Regions from separate parts of the Zea mays genome. Here regions 2 and 3 are each linked to region 1. A link is a contact called in public Hi-C data. All regions are on one chromosome and are shown on one strand. The core of a region is the stretch at or near the end of the contact, and the rest is flanking DNA. Distances in the headings are between cores, read along the strand shown. Region 1 has its middle 65 kb from the start of LOC103631385. Region 2 holds the start of LOC541680. Region 3 holds the start of LOC103631385 (sister chromatid cohesion protein PDS5 homolog A).

Region 1 (2,898 bases), core at 101-2,600:
CAGCCTTTTGCTAGGTGGATACATGATACTCTCACCATCTCTCTGTTCTTTCTGGTATTGGTCCGGTCGAGGCTAAGCTTACCCATGATGAGGCATGTGGCCAATTAAAAGGTCCTAGATCATGCAAGCCAACAATCATTACGGTCCTTAAACGACACAGACGGGCAACCTTTCCTGCTCAACGTCTGGTCTCATTTTAAACAATTCTTTAAAACTTGTACTTGTCAGAGGTACCCTGCTTGAATGATTAAGTCGTCAAGGCCTTTGCTCCAAGCCCATTTTCTTTGTAAAAACCACGATTCATTCATCAAAACATTTTGTTCCTAATCTATAGGCATACTAAGAATATTTAGCTTTGTAAATCAGGTATCAATAATGATAATCAATAGTTCAAGGAAAGTTATGCAACAAAGGCTTAATCATTAAACTCCTATCACCTAATACATCATATAAGTGATAAAAGTTTTGAAATCACAAGGAACTTGTTAAATGCACTGGGGCTTGCCTTGATGAGGAGGAGAATCAGACTCTTCTACCAGTATATTGTAGTTAGCAGCAAAACCCACTAGAGCACCTTCAGGAGGAACTTCAGATGGAGAAGCTTCAGATTGAGGAACTAGTTCCTCTTCCGATTCCACTTCAACTTCTTCTTCTAAGTGTTCTACAAGTCAATTACAATACATGAATGCCTATGTAATGATATGCAATGCAAACTCTCACAAGGGAGAGGTGGGGAACATAAACACCACAAAACAACGCATATGACAAGTATACATATACTCTTACATAACATAAAACCTGAGGAAAGTGACCAAACTGAACTTATTTAGACAAACCAAAGGGTCACACATACTTAAATTCACTGATCTTGCTACCCAACAAATTTATATGGTCCAACTTCTTCTAGACATACATTAACACTAAATTTGTGGATTTAATATTTCTCTTTTTAGCTATTTCAAGGTTTTCTGGGCAAACCAACTCCAAACAGGTTCCAATTTTTTACCAAGTGCTAATATAGTGATACATAGTTTTTCCACAAATTTTCATATTTTTTGGTGCTCTTCTTTTATTTCTAAAATTCATTTAAGCCTTTCAAGAGCACTTTTTAATTATCTAAAATTTACTCTCTGCTGTAGAAATTCTAAAAATAACTTTAGCAGAAACTACAAAATTTTGTGGACCCTAAAAATTTGGTTTCACATTTTTTTTGCATTTTCTACAGTTTTTAGTGGATTTTACAACTTACTAGTAAAAAGAAAAGGAAAATCTATCAACAGTGCTAGGCCGAAAGCTACTGGTTCAACCCACGGACGCACCGAAAATCAGCCCCGTGCCGCAGCCCGCGCCCACGGTACACGCTTTGCATAAACCTCCTTGCCGAATCAACTAACTAATTAAGAGCCCCGAGCACTATTCCCGCGTCTCTCTGACACTGCACCAAAACCTAGGGATGACAATTTGACCCATAGATTTGAATATCGATCAGATATCCGACCTGACGGAGCCAGATATGGATACATGTTTTGACCCGTGGGTCAGACCTGAATCTGACCCGAAGTCGGACGAGCACGGATTATGATATTACCTTCTACCCGCGGGTTATCCGTTGGATATCCAAAATTGACCCATAGTGTATTTTTTTGGCCTAGCACATATTACATAGCAAATAACAAATCCTAACACCATAAACCCCACCACGCCTAATACTCCCAATTTCCAACTGTTGGCTACCCCTTACAGTCTTGCTGGCTTCCTGTGTTGTGCCCCGTGGCCCTTCTAAGTCTCATAGACCGTAGCACCACTAACGGTTGGCCCTTCCAAGCTCTAGTGCTCCTAACTGAGGCCCGCAAGCCCATAATAATTCTTTTTATTAAGTTTTAATTGTGTATGATGATGAATTGAGAAGAAATTTGACTAATTATGCTATTGAATTGTTGAATAAATGATTGTGTCTGCCATATCCGACGGATATCCAAAACCCGTCCGAAATTCGATGGGCACAGGCATGGATATAAATATCTACCCGCGGGTACGATCGCGGGCAGATATTGGTTGCAACCATGAATATGGTTGCAGACGGATATTTGCAATACGATAGAGTTCAACCTAAAGCTACAACGAGCATCAGTATCCATCTAGCACACGGTGCTCACATGGTTTGGCTCGGAGAAACTATGGTTCAGCTGATCGAAGTGAAGATGGCCCGCGGCGGCGTTCTAGACAAAACTCGACAGCGTTTTGGTCGGGGTACCACGGTAGCATTCAAAAGGACAACATCGTGGGCATCACCATCACACATGGGTTATGAAATGTGAACAAACCGAGCATATTACCTTCCAGGGGAAGCTGGCCACGATGAGTCGAGGGATTTGTTGATGTGGTCACCACTGCCAGGGCTCACTTTGTGTTCAAGCTTTCACAGGGAATTAGAGGGGTGGAGAGGGCTTGAGGACCTGACCTAGACGTACGTGAAGGGCATGGCACGGTGAGAGTAGAAAATTAACAAAGGCCTAGGGAGCTCGGGTTGGTGTCTTAAGTTACAATGGCAAGGAGTCACAATGGTTGGGGCTGTTGGGGTTTTTACTGGGGTTAACACAGAGACAAACAACGGCCGGGGTGCTCCACATACTCTCTGCATGTCCACCACGCCAAGAAAGACACAAAGGAAAAAAGTTGAAGCTCCCTTGCTGCATGTTGGACATCAAGGCAGCAGCTAACTAGCTGAGTCAGCTAGGAAATGGACTTTTACACCTCCTCAAGTTCATCCCAAGTGGTGTGAAGCAATGGCAGGTGACACCCTCTTCTACACCAGCCCCTTTGCATGCCACACACCCAGCACTTCCTAGATTAGTTAGTGGATGGAGATATTTCCAGGTTTTTGGACTGCTCAGAACT
Region 2 (2,898 bases), core at 124-2,623, 120 kb before region 1:
TATACATGCAGTCATGAATTATGAATTCTGATTACATAGCATTCCGGCATGAGAAAATATTAGCGGATCAATATTCATTAGCGTCAAAGACGTAATGTAACATAGTTATTGACATATGAGTTGTGACCTCTTGACAGCTGAGTTAAATGAGAACATATATGCCTTACAAAAAAATCAGAACATTTATTCTAGAGATCAAACTACCAGCAAGATAAGAGTTGGCATGTCAAGTTGTCAACAGTTTCCCAAAAAATCATGTGGTTGCCATGTACTGTTGAACAGCTTTCATGGGAAGATTCAGCTGCCATGCTGATATTTCCAGGCATGATCCAATCGACATTCCCTTTAACACAGCCCCTTTAAAAAATCAGACTATATATCGATATGAAGGATAGGCTGAAGGATCGTTACTTGTGTTTGTAACAGATAAATTGGTCGGTGAACTAAAATACAAAGAATGGAATTTGATATGTCAGTATCTTCCAAAAAAACAAGTTCCACAACATTCTGAGCAGTAATCGCCAAGCATCCGATTCAGATAAACACTAAGGCCATGTTTGTTTCCCTTCTAGATTATAGTAGCCACGAGCGCGAGTTGCAGACGACGAATTAAATGTAAACGCTTAGGCTAAATTCCCGTTCCAGCATCTACACGCTCAACAGTTGAAGGCTGGGCTGCTAAATAATTGACTGCTGCAGACTGTAGTCGCAGTGAACAGTGCATCATGTATCAATCTCGCTCATACGAGGCAAAGCAAAGGCATGGACTACGCCGACAAGCAACAGGACCCAAAACGAAAACGCCAACCAACCCGCCCTGGCGGGAGAAGATTCCTCCCTACACATAGTTGTACCAAGGCTCGCAGGATAAAATCAATCGATCGATCTCCTGAAGCCAGCCGAAGCTGCCCAACCACACGAGAAAGGATAATCGCACTAGTTTCTTGGTCCTAAGACATCCCGTGCAAACGTTCCCCCACTCAACCACTCGGCCACTCCACGCGAGTGACTTTGATGGCAACCAGCAGGAGAAACAAAACCCCCCGTTCGGAACTAGTCGTCCCGAAGCTCATCACAAGGCGAGCTCGCCTCGATCAGGACAGCAAACACCGATTCCCCACGGGCTGACACCACCACCGGGGTGGGGAAGGGGGGGGGGGATAAGAAGGAACAAGGAAAACGGCAGAGAGGCGGCGCAGAGCCTTGCACGTACCGCCATGGATGGATTGCGCAGAACAGAGGTCCCGATCTGCTGGTTGCTGGGGGCCGGGGCGGCGGCGGGCTTCCCCTTTCTCTCCCTGCGGTTGCGGGTGGGAGGAGACGAGTACGACGAAGAGTAAAGAGCGGAGGAGGCGAATCGATGTGGAGTGGAACGGAAAGGAAAAGCCGCACTGGTGTGGAGAGACTGCTCTCCCTCGGCCTCTCTCTCTCCCGGTAAATAAATTAAAATAAAAACAATAATAAAGTAGGAGTAAAAAATAACGGAAAGCGCCTAAAAATCGCTTGTACTACCCGCCGGTTATCGGGGCACGAAGCGCATGTGAGCCGGCCGCACGGGGCCCACAGGTCAGGCGGGGCTGGCGGAAGGTGGGGACAGGACCGGAGGAGTGGGTTTTGCGTTTGACCGGGGCGGCGGTGACGAGACACAGACAGGGTGGAAATGCGAGGGGAGGAGGGCCGCACGTCGGTGGTGGACGGGTGAAGCGCGGCTTCGCTGGCGCTCGGAATCTCTAGGCTGTGGCGTGGAGGGCCCAGACGTTGTTTACGTCCTGCTACTTGGCCTCTTGGGGGTGGTGACAGTGTACTCAAAAATCGATCGAAAGATTTGTTCAAACTCTGCGCTCAAATCCGTGCTGTTTTTAGCCGTTGGCACTGGATCCGAGCTGGCTAGGCTAGCTGTGAGCTGTCTCCTCCGTTCTCCTGATACCCGTGCGCGGCGAATGTCAACTGCGTAGGATGCCTGCTGGTGAGGGTATTATTACGAATATATGATATGACAGCTTGGCATGTCTGTTGTCATCATACCTAATACAGCGTCTGAACCGGGCAAAGCTCCGCCGCGATTAAAGATAAACCGGGCCATGGCCCATGGGGATGGGGCAAGGTATCTTTTAAATAGGGTTGATAATATCTTGTTTTCTTTGGAGATACGTGAAGATAAACCGAATATTGTTGAATGTACTAATCTAGAATCGGACAAAGAATGCGCTAAAGACTAAATTTTTTATATGTTTATTAATATTAATGTTAGAAATGAATACGAGTATTTCTATATCTATACTATACTTAAAGCACCAGTTTCAACGGTCGTTTCGCTGCACGTTTATAGATGACCAAATAGCGTCCGACACGGGCTAGACGCACGCGGGCCACAACTATGGACCAGACACGTCATACCGGCCTGCTAACTATGTCGGGCCAGCCCGTTAACCCGTCGACCCATTTAATTAAATCAGCGTAAAATGTTAAAAACGGTGCAGAAGGTGGGGCTCGAACCCATGTCCTGATGGAAGAAGGACGGGAGACACTAGGTGAAGCTGTCTAACCAGTAAAACATCATGCTAAGATGTTTTTAATATTGAATATAAATTGTATATAGGTATATACTTTTTTGTAAAATAAAAAAATAATCGTGTCGGGTCGGGCCAGCACTACGGGCCGAGACTACAGTCCAAGCACGGCATGATGTTCTTGGCTCTTACAAACATTAGGTCGTTTCTGAGACCATATTGGCGCAATGGACTACATGGTGTTTGAGATTGCTGAATTGGATGGAGCAACAATGATTTGTCACACTAACAGTAAAATGAAAGGTTATTTGTTGGTTTTAAACGTTAGTAATTGCTACGAAGTAGCATAATTTATATGGAGTGCATCCAGTTTTAATTGATGCCTGAC
Region 3 (2,898 bases), core at 200-2,699, 65 kb after region 1:
TTTCGGTGAGCCCGCGCGCTCAGTGTGCTGCGGCAGCCGCATCGTCACCAGGGACATCCCATATCCCCTCTCCAATGGCTTCGGTGGCTGAGCGTTAGACGAGCTAGCTGAGAACTGTCGTAGTGCGGGTGACGGGGCGGGCTGGCCGACGGAGACGATGTGGAGGCAGAGGGAGAGGACGGCAAACACGACGTTGGGACTTGGGAGGGAGGCAAAGGAGGAGGATGACGATGGAGACATCACTAGGAGAGAGGCAGAGAGGGCGCTGTTATCGCGACCGATTATTCGGCTGGAGTGTCGAATGTTCTAGATTCGCAGCTGCTGGAGAGACGCCCTTTCGCGTGGGTGGAAGACCCTAGTGGCCGTAGTTTTGGAATCTGACGATTGAGCTATTTTGGGTAGACGTGGCTGCACCAGCGGCACGTTTTCCGTCCGGCTTAGTATGAACTGCTATAAGAGAAAGAGATATATACGGGCATGATAATGTGATATAGGAGGTAAAAAGTATACCATGTGATTGGTCGTCTGCTCTTAAAGGGTGTTTAGTTTATAGGGACTAAACATTAGTCCCTCCACTTTTTTCCATTTTAGTTTATAAATTGTTAAATAGGGAAACTAAAATAAAGTTTTAGTTTCTATATTTAGTAATTTAGGGACTAAAATGGAATAAAATTGAGGGACTAAAAATTAGTCCCTAGAAACCAAACACCCCTTTAAGGTTTCACGGACAATCATATCGAGGCGCGGGTGATGAAAAAAACAAACAGCTTGTTCGCTGCGGCTTGCTGCGGCTGCAATCCGGCTGCGGCTGCGGCTTCTACAGTATTTTTCTCTCTATGGATTGCAGCTGCAGCAATCCAAACAGCTGCAACAGTGTCGGCTTGTAGCCAGTCGAACACGCCCAAAGCTCATCCAGGCTGAGCAACGATGGCTAGGAGGCGGGTACGCGCGCGTGAAGCTTGTGCGCATGCTATGGCACGGACTTCAAGATTGTGTTTGATTTTTTCTGTTATATCTTCTAATTAAAAGATTTAATCACTATACCAATTTCATTTTTATGTTCATAATATTTTTAGGAACAAAACTGGACCATCTATACTGTATAATATTTGAATATTTGTTTATACACTTATATGTAATACACGTTCTGATGTAGACATCAAACACAAGCTATATCTATGCTGAATACAATAATACAAACAACCCAAAAAAAATTATGCATGGACACTCACACGAGTGAATACTCGTGCCAAACGGGCTACGACCACACTGTACAGCATCGCTGAACACAGTCAACCCACGCACGCCAAGAGTGTTGTAAAATAAAAAACGGCCCGGAAATCACCCCACCGTCTCCGTTCCCAGAATTAGTCACTGACATGTGGATCCCACGCGGTGTCGGCGCCACATCTCAGCCGCATCCGCAGGGCTGTGCCTGCGGGACAGACGGGCGCCGCGATTTCAATATCGCAACAGTGTGGCAGGCGGCAGCATACCCGGACGGCAAACTGCTGGGCTGGACTCCGAGACCCAAACCAGACCGACTCGATCCCAATTCTCAAACCAGCTTTGGCATTCGTCTCTCTCTCTCCCTACCCCTTCACGCCAATTTCGAAACAGCGCGAGACGAGACCGCGAGAGTAGCCAAAAGCCGAGGGAGCCCTTCCTTCTCAGATTAGAACCCAAACGAGTGCGCTTTGAAGCGGGGGCTGCGAGCTCGGTGCGCGAATTGGGCGGTCGATCAGGCGCGGCGGCCGGGCATGGCGGCCGTGGAGCAGTTGAAGGAGCTGGGGGAGAAGCTGCAGGCGGTGGCGCCGGCGCCTGCGGACGAACTCGCCAAGCTTCTCGAAGTGAGATATCCCCAAGCTTCTCCGTTTTGGTTGGCTGCGAACCTTAGTCATGGAGTCGATGGTTTAGGGTCGGGCTTTGCGTGGATCTGTGGCTCAGGCGGGACAATTCGGCAAGTTTAGGGTTTAGGTTGCTGGAAGTTAAGGCGCTAGTGGTTGGGGTTCTGGTGCGAATTGGGTGCTCGGGATGTTAGGTTTGGACGGCTGAGCTTCCATTGAGCGGCGTGGAGGATGCTGAAGGAGTGCAGAGGTCCAGCTCAAGTGCTTCTTTTAAGTTTCGTTTGCTGAAATTGTGGATGCAATTTGGCACCCGTAGTTTTGTACTCCCCCGTCCCAAATTAAAATTCATTTTAGATGATCAGATTCATACAATACTTAATGTATGTGTCATCACCTATTTGAATATAGACATAAAAACCGAGAGCTAAAACGAATACTATTTTGGGACGGAGTGAGTAGTTCTTCAGTGTTGAAGAGGGGAATGCTGTTGGTTAGGGTCTGTTGGGTTTGAGCAGTGCAAGAGTTGTCACCTTTCTGGTGGCTGGTGGTTGTTTCAGTTATACTAAAGGACTTACAGTAGCTAAGGGAAGCCGGAGATTTATTTTTTGGATTATTTTGGTGGGTTCATGAGAATACCTTTTTTAACTAGTTCATGTTGCATGGAAATGTTGTTATAAGAATACCATTTACATGTGTTGTCTAGCAGTGCCTCCTCGAATACGCAGGAGAGATGCGTATCATTGCATTAAGAAGTGTCTAGCTCTAGCAGTACCTTGAATGCTGTGTTTATATGAAAGTTTTAATTTTGGTAATATCGATGCTATTTATAACAGGAGATGGTTTTATTACGTTTGACATCTGTGCATGTGTTGGAAGACACATTTATATTAGTCTGAGTAAACACCAAATACCCATCCATATGTGGCAGGGAAGGAGACTGTCTAGTGAATCTTGTACCATGGGGCCACACTACTGGACCTTATATGTTACTGGTGTTGAGTGCTCTATGTTAGAATTTAGGATGTGGACAGCTCTATGGATTCAAACTTTG

What was found. Hi-C and Micro-C count contacts between places; a contact is called where the count stands out from the background.
Region 2: a contact with region 1 is called in a Hi-C map of leaf, with 9 times the contacts expected there. The contact joins the promoter of LOC541680 here to the enhancer-like site in region 1. A contact is called at or near these places in 9 of 25 Hi-C or Micro-C datasets (ear, leaf, tassel and 1 more) and 1 of 3 datasets of contacts at active chromatin or transcription factors (leaf).
Region 3: a Hi-C map of leaf shows a contact between it and region 1, with 6 times the contacts expected there. The contact joins the promoter of LOC103631385 here to the enhancer-like site in region 1. A contact is called at or near these places in 5 of 25 Hi-C or Micro-C datasets (ear, leaf and tassel).

What each region holds. Positions count from the first base shown.
Region 1 is chr6:130,559,068-130,561,965 of Zm-B73-REFERENCE-NAM-5.0, reverse strand. No RefSeq gene overlaps it. Among protein-coding and RNA genes, the nearest start is that of LOC103631385, 65 kb to the right of the region's middle. Within about 2 kb of position 1,350, at least 7 of the 20 cell types and tissues checked have an H3K27ac peak or open chromatin away from gene starts, as enhancers often do. A contact at or near this core is called in ear and leaf, where this site is marked.
Region 2 is chr6:130,682,513-130,685,410 of Zm-B73-REFERENCE-NAM-5.0, reverse strand. LOC541680 reads right to left here and starts at 1,373. Exons shown (of 3, transcript NM_001111430.1): 1 at 1,214-1,373. The coding sequence starts at 1,219.
Region 3 is chr6:130,494,510-130,497,407 of Zm-B73-REFERENCE-NAM-5.0, reverse strand. It overlaps LOC103631385 (sister chromatid cohesion protein PDS5 homolog A), which reads left to right and starts at 1,449. Exons shown (of 33, transcript XM_020539482.2): 1 at 1,449-1,850. The coding sequence starts at 1,761.